Regions from separate parts of the Anser cygnoides genome. Here region 2 is linked to region 1. A link is a contact called in public Hi-C data. All regions are on one chromosome and are shown on one strand. The core of a region is the stretch at or near the end of the contact, and the rest is flanking DNA. Distances in the headings are between cores, read along the strand shown. Region 1 holds the start of ELP6 (elongator acetyltransferase complex subunit 6). Region 2 overlaps SCAP (SREBF chaperone).

The links. A called contact is a pair of places that touch in the nucleus more often than the background predicts.
Region 2: a Hi-C map of liver shows a contact between it and region 1, with 1.7 times the contacts expected there. The contact joins the enhancer-like site here to the promoter of ELP6 in region 1. A contact is called at or near these places in 3 of 7 Hi-C or Micro-C datasets (all in liver).

What each region holds. Positions count from the first base shown.
Region 1 is chr2:1,213,876-1,218,221 of Taihu_goose_T2T_genome, reverse strand. It overlaps ELP6 (elongator acetyltransferase complex subunit 6), which reads right to left and starts at 1,901. Exons shown (of 7, transcript XM_066991103.1): 1 at 1,746-1,901. The coding sequence starts at 1,799.
Region 2 is chr2:1,268,287-1,272,574 of Taihu_goose_T2T_genome, reverse strand. It overlaps SCAP (SREBF chaperone), which reads right to left. Exons shown (of 24, transcript XM_066991038.1): 9 at 3,614-3,740. Among named protein-coding and RNA genes, the nearest start is that of PTPN23, 34 kb to the left of the region's middle. Within about 2 kb of position 2,269, at least 1 of the 3 cell types and tissues checked has open chromatin away from gene starts, as enhancers often do. A contact at or near this core is called in liver, where this site is marked.

The DNA of each region.
Region 1 (4,346 bases), core at 652-3,151:
ACTTGTTAGAAACTGCCAAAATCAATCAGCAGGGCAGCGGTGGATGTCACAAGCATTCAGTGGTGACATATCAGATACACCCACGCAGGCAGCAGCTTCTTCCACCTACCAGCCCTGCAGTCAGCACTTGGAAAATGGCACAGACTTAACCGCGGCGATGCAGAAAACAGAATGGGAAGAGGAGATTTGCAAAGGGCTGGTGCTTTTTAAGCACAGCAGGACACTGATTTCTGGCCAGCCTTTGTAGCCAGGTGTGGTAGGGCATCCGAGTGTGGAGAAGAAGTCCACGTCCCTGGCTGATGGAAAAGGAAGAGCAGACACAAATCTGAGGCAATTCCCCACACAGAGGAGCCTTCGGATCGGCGCCTCTGCCAGGTTCTGCCTACGCTGCCAAGTCAAAACTCGGGATCTTGAGGCCAAACCTCCTGTCGGTTTTGCTCTTCTGAATTCCCAATTTGCACCAAGCCCCACTTTGCAGGGCTGCGGCGTCAGACCACGATACCGCTTGGCCACATTCCTTATCCCCAGTTTTGTCTCTGATTTCTCCGTCCATCGAGACCCCTGCCTGGGAGAAGGGCCTGGTGGGTGACAGCACCCCTGCCCGTCCCACGGCCTCCACCAAGGCTCCTCGTTCGGGGCCTCCATGCTCAGCCCCCAGACACCAACCTGAGGGGCCTGGGGGCTCGGGCAGCCTCTGCTTTGGTCCCACTGATGTCCGTCTGTCCTTCTGGCAACAGGGCACTGCTTCGCTGCCATTTTCTGGCCAAGCACATTACCCTACCGGCATCGTGTGCTCTAAAAGGGAAGGAGCAGGGAGGCTCTGACTTACAAAGCTACCATCCCGAACACGCCTTTATGGCCTGACCCAGCATCCATCAGGAAGGACAAGTTCTCCGTGACACACGTGCGTTTTGTTAACTTTTTACCCCAAGCACCTCACGGCCCTTACACAGGGTGTTTTGTCACCACATGATTTCACAGAATCGTAGAATCGTTAAGGTCGGAGGAGACCTCCAAGCTCACCTGGTCCAACCACCCCCTCCCAACAATGTCACCACTAACCCATGGCCCCAAGCACCACGTCCAACCGCTCCTTGAACACCCCCAGGGACGGTGACGCCACCACCTCCCTGGGCAACCCGTCCCAACGCCTGACTGCTCTTTCTGAGCAGAAATGTCTCCTCATTTCCAACCTGAACCTCCCCCGGCACACCTTGAGGCCGTTCCCTCTGGTCCTATCACTGGTTATCTGTGGGAAGAGGCCGACCCCCAGCTCCCCACACCTTCCTTTCAGGTATTTTCAGAGAGCAGCGAGGTCTGCCCTGCGCCTCGTCTTCCCCAGACTAAACACCCCCAGTCTCTCCTCGTAAGACTTGTGAACTAGCCCCAGAAAAAAAAAAACCAAAAACCTACAGGGACAAAATAAATGAACAGAGCAGCCTAAAGGAGCTTAAACCCCTACAGCGCACCAGAGGGGCGTGAATACATTTGGGGCAATGCTGTTTTGTGACCACAGCCCCCGGCCCGCGGGGCAGAAGCCTGGCAGCCCCCCCAGGGGCTGCAGGCGGGGTTGGGGGGGGGACACATTAGTGACAGCGGCGGTGGCACTGATGGTGGTGCCGGGGACAGCGCTGCCTGTGGCGGCGAGGCCCTGCCCGCGCCATGGCGGCCGCCCCCCCCCCCCGCCGCCCGGACTACAACTCCCGGCGTTCCCCGCGCCTCCGCCCCGCCGCCGCCGCCCTCACCGTGCCCGGGCGCTGCGGGGAGGCGCCCAGCAGCTCGTTGAGCTCCGCCAGCATGGCCGGGGGCCGCCGCTGCCTCCCGGTGCCCGTGGCTTCGTGGGGGGGGAGGAACCGCAGCAGCGCATGCGGCGGGCGGAGCCCTCTTCTCCCTCCCCTTCCCCCGGTTCCGCGTTCGTGGAGGGGGCGGAAGGGACCGGGGGGACGGACAGACCCCCCCCCCCACCTCAGGCGGCGGCCCCCGGCGTTAAATGGCGGCCGGGGGTGGTGGCGGAGCACCCCCGGGGGGGGGGGAGCCCCCCAAGGGCAGCCTGAGGGGGCGCCGGGCTGGGCTGGGGGGGGGCGTCGGGGGCTGTCGTGACAGGAGCGGGGGAGGCTTTAGGCTGAAAAGAGGGGGATTAGGGAAAAAATAGGGAAAATTAGGGAAAAATCCGTCCCTGTGAGGCCTGGCGCAGGCTGCCCCCAGGAGCTGTGGGTGCCCCATCCCTGGCAGTGCCCAAGGCCAGGCTGGATGGGGCTGGGGGCAGCCTGGGCTGGGGGCAGGGGGCCCTGGGCACGGCAGGGGGTGGCCGTGGGGGGTTTTGGGGGTCCCTTCCCACCCAGCCCCCGCCGTGGTGCCGTGGTTCCGCGGTCCCATCCCTCCAGCTGCTGGCAGCGCTCGGCCCCGGGCAGCCCGGGGCTCCGTCAGCCTGCCTTGTGGTCACCTCGGCCCTACGGGCGTGCTGAGGGGGCACTGCCCCCATCATCCGCGTCGTTAACATCCACGTCGCCCCTGGGGTCCGCCGCCAGCGCCTGGCCTCCCCCCGGGCCCTACACCTTGAGCCTCCACCCTTGGCACCCGGCCGTTCACCCGGGTAGATGCCGTGGCACGCCGGTGTCTTCAGGAGGGCTCTCCGATGTCCTTGATACTCCCCAGCAAGTCACCGGCACGTCCGGGTGCCGCTGAGCGTTAATTTGGGGCTCTCAAAGCAGAGCCCCGATAATTCCCGGCTGCTTCTCCGAGTAGTAGCAGCTAATTTACAGCCTGCAGCCGCGAACGTCCAAATCGCATACGGTTATTTTTTTCCCCTTTGCTTGAATTTGCTTTTATGCACTTGCCCAATTTACTGCCCCTTATTTGCTTTTGTAATCTTTTTTCTTTTTCTTTTTTTTTTTAATATAAATGAGGATTGCCCGGCTGAGGGAGGCATGCAGAGCCCTGGATTTGCCGAGGGACCTGGAGGAGCTGCGCGGTCCCGGCACTGCCTCATCTGCTGCGAGCATTAGGGGGCATCACGCGATGCTAATAAATGGCAAGCGCCGAGCAAGAGCGAGGAGACGCGTGTGTCGTTTAACGCAGGGCTACGAAGAACCACAAATTTCAATATTGAAGGGTTCTGTGGGCTTAGGGGGGGCGAACTGGTAGGAGAAGGGGACAAATCCATGGAGGAGAGATTTGAGGGCCAGTATGGGCTTGGGAAGCCCCTGAGCTGCAAATTTGGGGGTCTGGGAGAAGAGTTTTGGGACCACGCAGCGCTCGCCTTAGCCTCAGGTTTCCCCATCTGATGAGGAGAACTGCTGCAGAAAAGCCAGCGGGCTGCGTGGAGATTTGGTTGAGCCATTGCAGCTGTTCTTCCGCCTTTATTTTCGATGTTTACACGTGTATTATCTGTAGAATTTGCCACCCCATTCCCCGACCCTTTCCAGAGTGCGTAGGCACAGGCAGGGTGAGGTGCCCGGACCCCAAGATACCCCCCTGCCATCTCTCTTTGCTGCAGAAACCCACGTGCGTGTCAGCCCCGTGCTTCCTGCCTTTTAACCGGTCACTGAGCTGTGAAAGGGCTTCCTCTCCTACCCTTTGATGGCTTCGTTTCTCTAGGAGCCTTAGCTGAAAGCTGCTTTAAAAGCCCGGATCCCTTTGCTTTTGTTTTCCTACCCTTTCAGAGAGCTGGGAACCGGGGCTCTGGTCTCGGGGCGTGGGTAACCAGCTCCGGCCGGGCTCCGTGCCTTGACTGCCTCGCTGCCCTTCCAAGTGGCCTCCCCCTGGCTCCTGTCCTCCCAGCCCTCGGGGTTTGTCTGCAGAGCCCCATCCGCATCGCAGAGGGACTTGGCAGAGCCCGGGGATGTTCCTACCTGGGAGCTCTCTACAGGGCAGCATTCGTACGCCGGTAAACGGGGCGTTTTTCTGACCACCTTTTGTCTGCACCGTCACGTTTCTCTCCCCGTAGCACTTCCCTTCCAGCTCCTCCAGGAGCCGCAGAGCCCTCAGCGCCTTGTAAATGAAATGTAAAAATCCTGCCTTTTTCTCTTTGCAGTGGGAAGGGGACCAAAGACGCACGCAAAGTACAGCTGCGTCTCTCAAAACACCTCTTGTCCTTCTTAATGTATTCCTTCTCACAATTCGTGACTTGTTACCGCGCTAAGGCAGCGAGAATTTTGCTGTTAACACTGTTGCCCCTTCCCTTTCCATCTGCTCCGTGCTTATTTGCAGTATTTACAATGCAGCAAACCTTGTGTGTGTGGCATAGCGGAGCCATATGGCATCCATAGGTAGCAATGCTGCTTACCATTAAGCTCCTGTGCTACGTGAGACCGAAATGAGTGGCAAAAAAAAAAAAGCAATTCTTG
Region 2 (4,288 bases), core at 1,020-3,519, 54 kb before region 1:
GCAAGCTGAAACAGCAAGAGCTCCGTTCAAAGCAAAATTAAAAAAAAAAATCAAAATAATAATAATAATAAAAAACCAAACCACCTCCACACACCCTTCTCCAGGTATCCAAATTGAATTTTAGCTCTAACAATGTGCAACGCATCAGTCCCTTCATCTCCTGTCCGACGCCTGCACTGTGAGTGAATTTCTAGATTGAGTGAAAAACGACACACACACACAGGGCACTCGGGGGCTACTGCCTGCTCATGTCACAGAACCTAAAATCCAGCCAGTTCAGCTCAGTTTAGGCTTTATATAAAGGCATTTTCAGCTCATAACTGGCACCACTCCTCCAAACAGCAGCTTGCAACAGAAGATAGACGTGAGAAAACCTCTCTGGAATCCTTAGGGATGGAAATTGCTGGATGATGAGAATGAAACAAGCATAAGGGAGAGGTCTGCCGCATGGTGCAGCACAGTCCTGCAGAGCTTACGGTCCCCAAGAGCACGCTCCTGCAGAATCCTGTCCTTACACGCAGTCCTGCAAGAAGCGCTCGCTGTCCAGCACCGTTTGCAGACGAGCTGCAGTAAGCCTTCGGACGGCAGTACAAGTGTGCAAAAGGAAACCCGTAATTCTCTCAGCTATGTCCTACTTAACCAGTTGCTTCAACTGCAGAAGATAATTAATTAGTAGTCACAGGTTATCAATTTAAATAGTCCTTGAAGAGTCAGCAGGTTTCATTTTAAATGGCTAGCAGGCTAAGAGCAACCTGACACTGGCTTTTCTTGAAGAGTGCTACGAGCTGGTGCGGGTCAAACACGAGCTGTTGGCGCCCTGCAAACTCCAAACCCAAGTTCACTGCTCCCCACTCGGTGAGGCAGGCGGCAAGAGATCCTCGCTGTACTTTCTGCCATCCGGTGCCGAATGCTGAGAAAGAGCTTCCAGTAGGAAGAGGAAGGAAGAGCATGGACGCCACGCCACGTCCATCTACTGAAACACCTACAGATCATTTCTCACTTGGACGCCAGAAGGTGCTGCGTCACAGCAAGATCCAGCACCCATCACCATGAACTCACGAAGAAAACAGATCTCCTCCGACTCCCTGACTCCATGCATGCATGTGAACAGAGCGACTCACAGGTTTACCCAAAGATAAACTTGGAAGATATCACTTGGAAGCTTTATGGATTCATCACATCAGCCTCTCATATCTAAAACGTAAATGTTCGCATCTGAGCTAGTCAGTTTAGGCCAAAAAATCATATATAAAAAAATTATAATCAATACAGAGAGGTAGGTCGTCATTTAAGACGATGACTCCTCTAACCCAGCTGAGCTAGCAGCTCGTGGTGGCTGCGCTCTGGAGTCGTTCAGAGGCCTTCAGAGTCCCCCAGCTCACTTGTACCCCACTTCAGCAAACTCTGGGCATTCTGCACAACCTACTGTTCAGTCGTAAATCCTGGGCAGAGCATGCCACCAATCTCCACCTAGTCTTCTTTTCTGTAAAATAAGACTCATGTCTACCTCACCTATTCTACCTTGCCTTCATTAATATCTGAAATATGCTTTAAGGCAAGGGAAAACTATCAAAGCAAGATAATAGATGAATGATAATGATTAAGGTCTAGCTTATAATATCATATGGTAGCAGTAAGCAGATACTGACCTCTAAGCACCAAGCTCTATTTTAGTACCTTACAAAAATCGGTGAGGGACAGAGGCTTATCGTAAATACAGGTACCATTAAAAACAAACACACCCATATCTAGAAGGCTCTGCTGTAAACAAAACAGATAAAAAAGGTTAAAATTCAGCTCAGAGTTTAACCAAACAAATCTGACTCTGCACCCTGAAGCCGGCCAACCCCTAGCACGTTACCATTGCGTCTAGGACATACCAAGAACACTCTGTCCCCACTCGGGAATCAGATAACAAGAGGGAAAGTGCTCTGGCAGACACTGGGGAATCAGGAAAAGGTCGGAGGATCCCTTGGGTACCTGCAGTCCCAACCCATTCTCTGTACGGCTTGCTCACATATTAATGCCACTTTCATCTCATCCAGACCTTTCTTGCTTTCAGCGAGATCCCACCTGTGACAGCTGTCGAGAACTGAAAATTATGAGCATTTAGGAAACGAAAAGGCAGGCCTCAGCCAAAGTGCCTCACTCTCCTTCAGTGTCCGAACGCTTACAGCACTTAGGAGAGGAGCCAGATCAAGCCCTGAGGGATCCTTCCCTATGACTTGCATCAAAAAGTACAACCACCGTTACTAGCACGTGGCATTTATCTGAAAGAGCAGAATCAACCTGCTGAAAAAACAACTCAATGTCATCAGAAAATAAAAACCTCAATGTCATCGGAACCCATCACCACAGAACCCAAGTGTCTTTCATCCAATTAAATATCATTTATAAGGTATTGCAAGGGTTAAGTTTCAACCCCAAAGGAAATCATCTGTGCAATCATTTTAAGGCAAAGATTTTTTGCAGGAAAACCACTTTAAGAAACAAGAACTGATTAACTGTCTAGCCTGCGGGAGGAATAACTGAATTAGTTTAGCCCTTATGTGTGACAACAGTAACGCTGACAGTAGACAAAGGCCTTGGTCACTGCACTAACTAAAACCAGACTGAACCAACACTGGATGCCCCCATGTATCTGCATCCAAATACTGTTTTTACTTGAATTACAATTGTAAACTTCCAGTAGATCCTATCTTGATCTGGTCTTGATCCATAATTAAGGCTCTTAGTTACCACAGAAGTAAAAACAGGAACAAATAATTAAATAATTTAGTTTCTGAAGTCAATTATTTGTAGCTCTTCTAGGCTTCTCAGATTTCCTCCATGTAGGTCTGGCTCCTGGTAAACTATCACCAGCACTGAGAAAACCTCCCTCATGGTCAAACTTCGTATTGTTCCGGTGGTATATGGCTGGAAGGAGGAGTCGAGAAGACAATCGATGGGTACGTCCTTAATTACTTAGGAATGGGATCAGAAAAATCAAAAGAAAGATTCCAAATTGAACTTTAATTAATGGTGTTCTCAGGTGTTTTCAGCTTGACACAAATATGAGTGGTAGTAACCACAGCAAAAGGCCAAACACCAACGTGTGCAGGAGCCCCAGCCAAAAGAAGAGCTGACAAATGTCAGAGATGGGTGCAAAGTTACCCGCTGGCCTCCAGGCACAAACAGCGCAGCTCTGCCATTCTGAAAGATTCTTCTGAGCTAGCCCAAGATCAAGCAACGAGCACTTCTGGATGCTAGGACAAGTCACTGCAGGAGGAAGATATGTGGGAGCCTGCTCAGCTGCCAGGAAATCGTATTTATAATTAAGACATTGTCCCAATAATACCTTTTGCTTTAGGCTGGAAGAGCCAAATGCTAAGCAATAAGGCATCTCCAGGAAGACTGGGACTCAGTCAAATCTTTTTGCCAGACAGACAAAAACCACAAGGTCCTTCAGCTCAAGAAGTCTGTTTATAATTTTACACAGCAGTGTGTAAACACTATCATGTAAGCTTATATGAAAAATGCTAGGTCTTAAAGGCTAAGCATTGAGCAGCTGTTTTCAAATGATTTCTCCTCCGTCTGCCCTTGTCTGGGAAGAGGTTTGGTGCTGGGAACATACCCTCCATTAAGAGTAGGGGTCAAACCAAACAGCGTGCACAGCCCAACTGACATGAGCAGAGAGCTGAGCACCGTGACGACTGCCGCCAGTGCCAGGCCCCATTTCGATTTCACCATGTCAATCTTCCCTGAAAAATAGAAATGCAAAGTCTCTGTTACGAAGCGAAAGAAAATGACATATTAATAAAAAATCAAGAAGGGATCCTCATCCCGACTTATTTCTGCAGGTACTTTACTAGCTGCAGCCCAGAAATACTGGCAGTTCAATGTCTGAAATGCAGATCCCACATCCTCCCAGTACCCAAGAACTGTTACAAGGACGGGACAGAAGACGTGGCTTGCGGCTTATACTGGCTCCAGTACAGCACTGCAGGGGCATGAAAAAAGGAACTTAAATATGGCTGGTAAGGTCTAAATCCACAAGCTCAGAACATGTATTTGATCTAAACGACCACAAATTAGTCTGTCCAAATTGGAAAAAGCATCACTACTACAGCATTTAAAGCTGTGTAAGACAGGGAACACCTCAGAAGATACCACAAGGAGTAGCACCACTTTGGCTAAGAGGAACAAATCGGCAGAAATCAGATCAACAAGACTACTAATTCTCTACCTGACGGTTCACGGTAAAACTTCAACATCACCTTTGCTGCTGAAACAGGAGGAACTGCAGTGC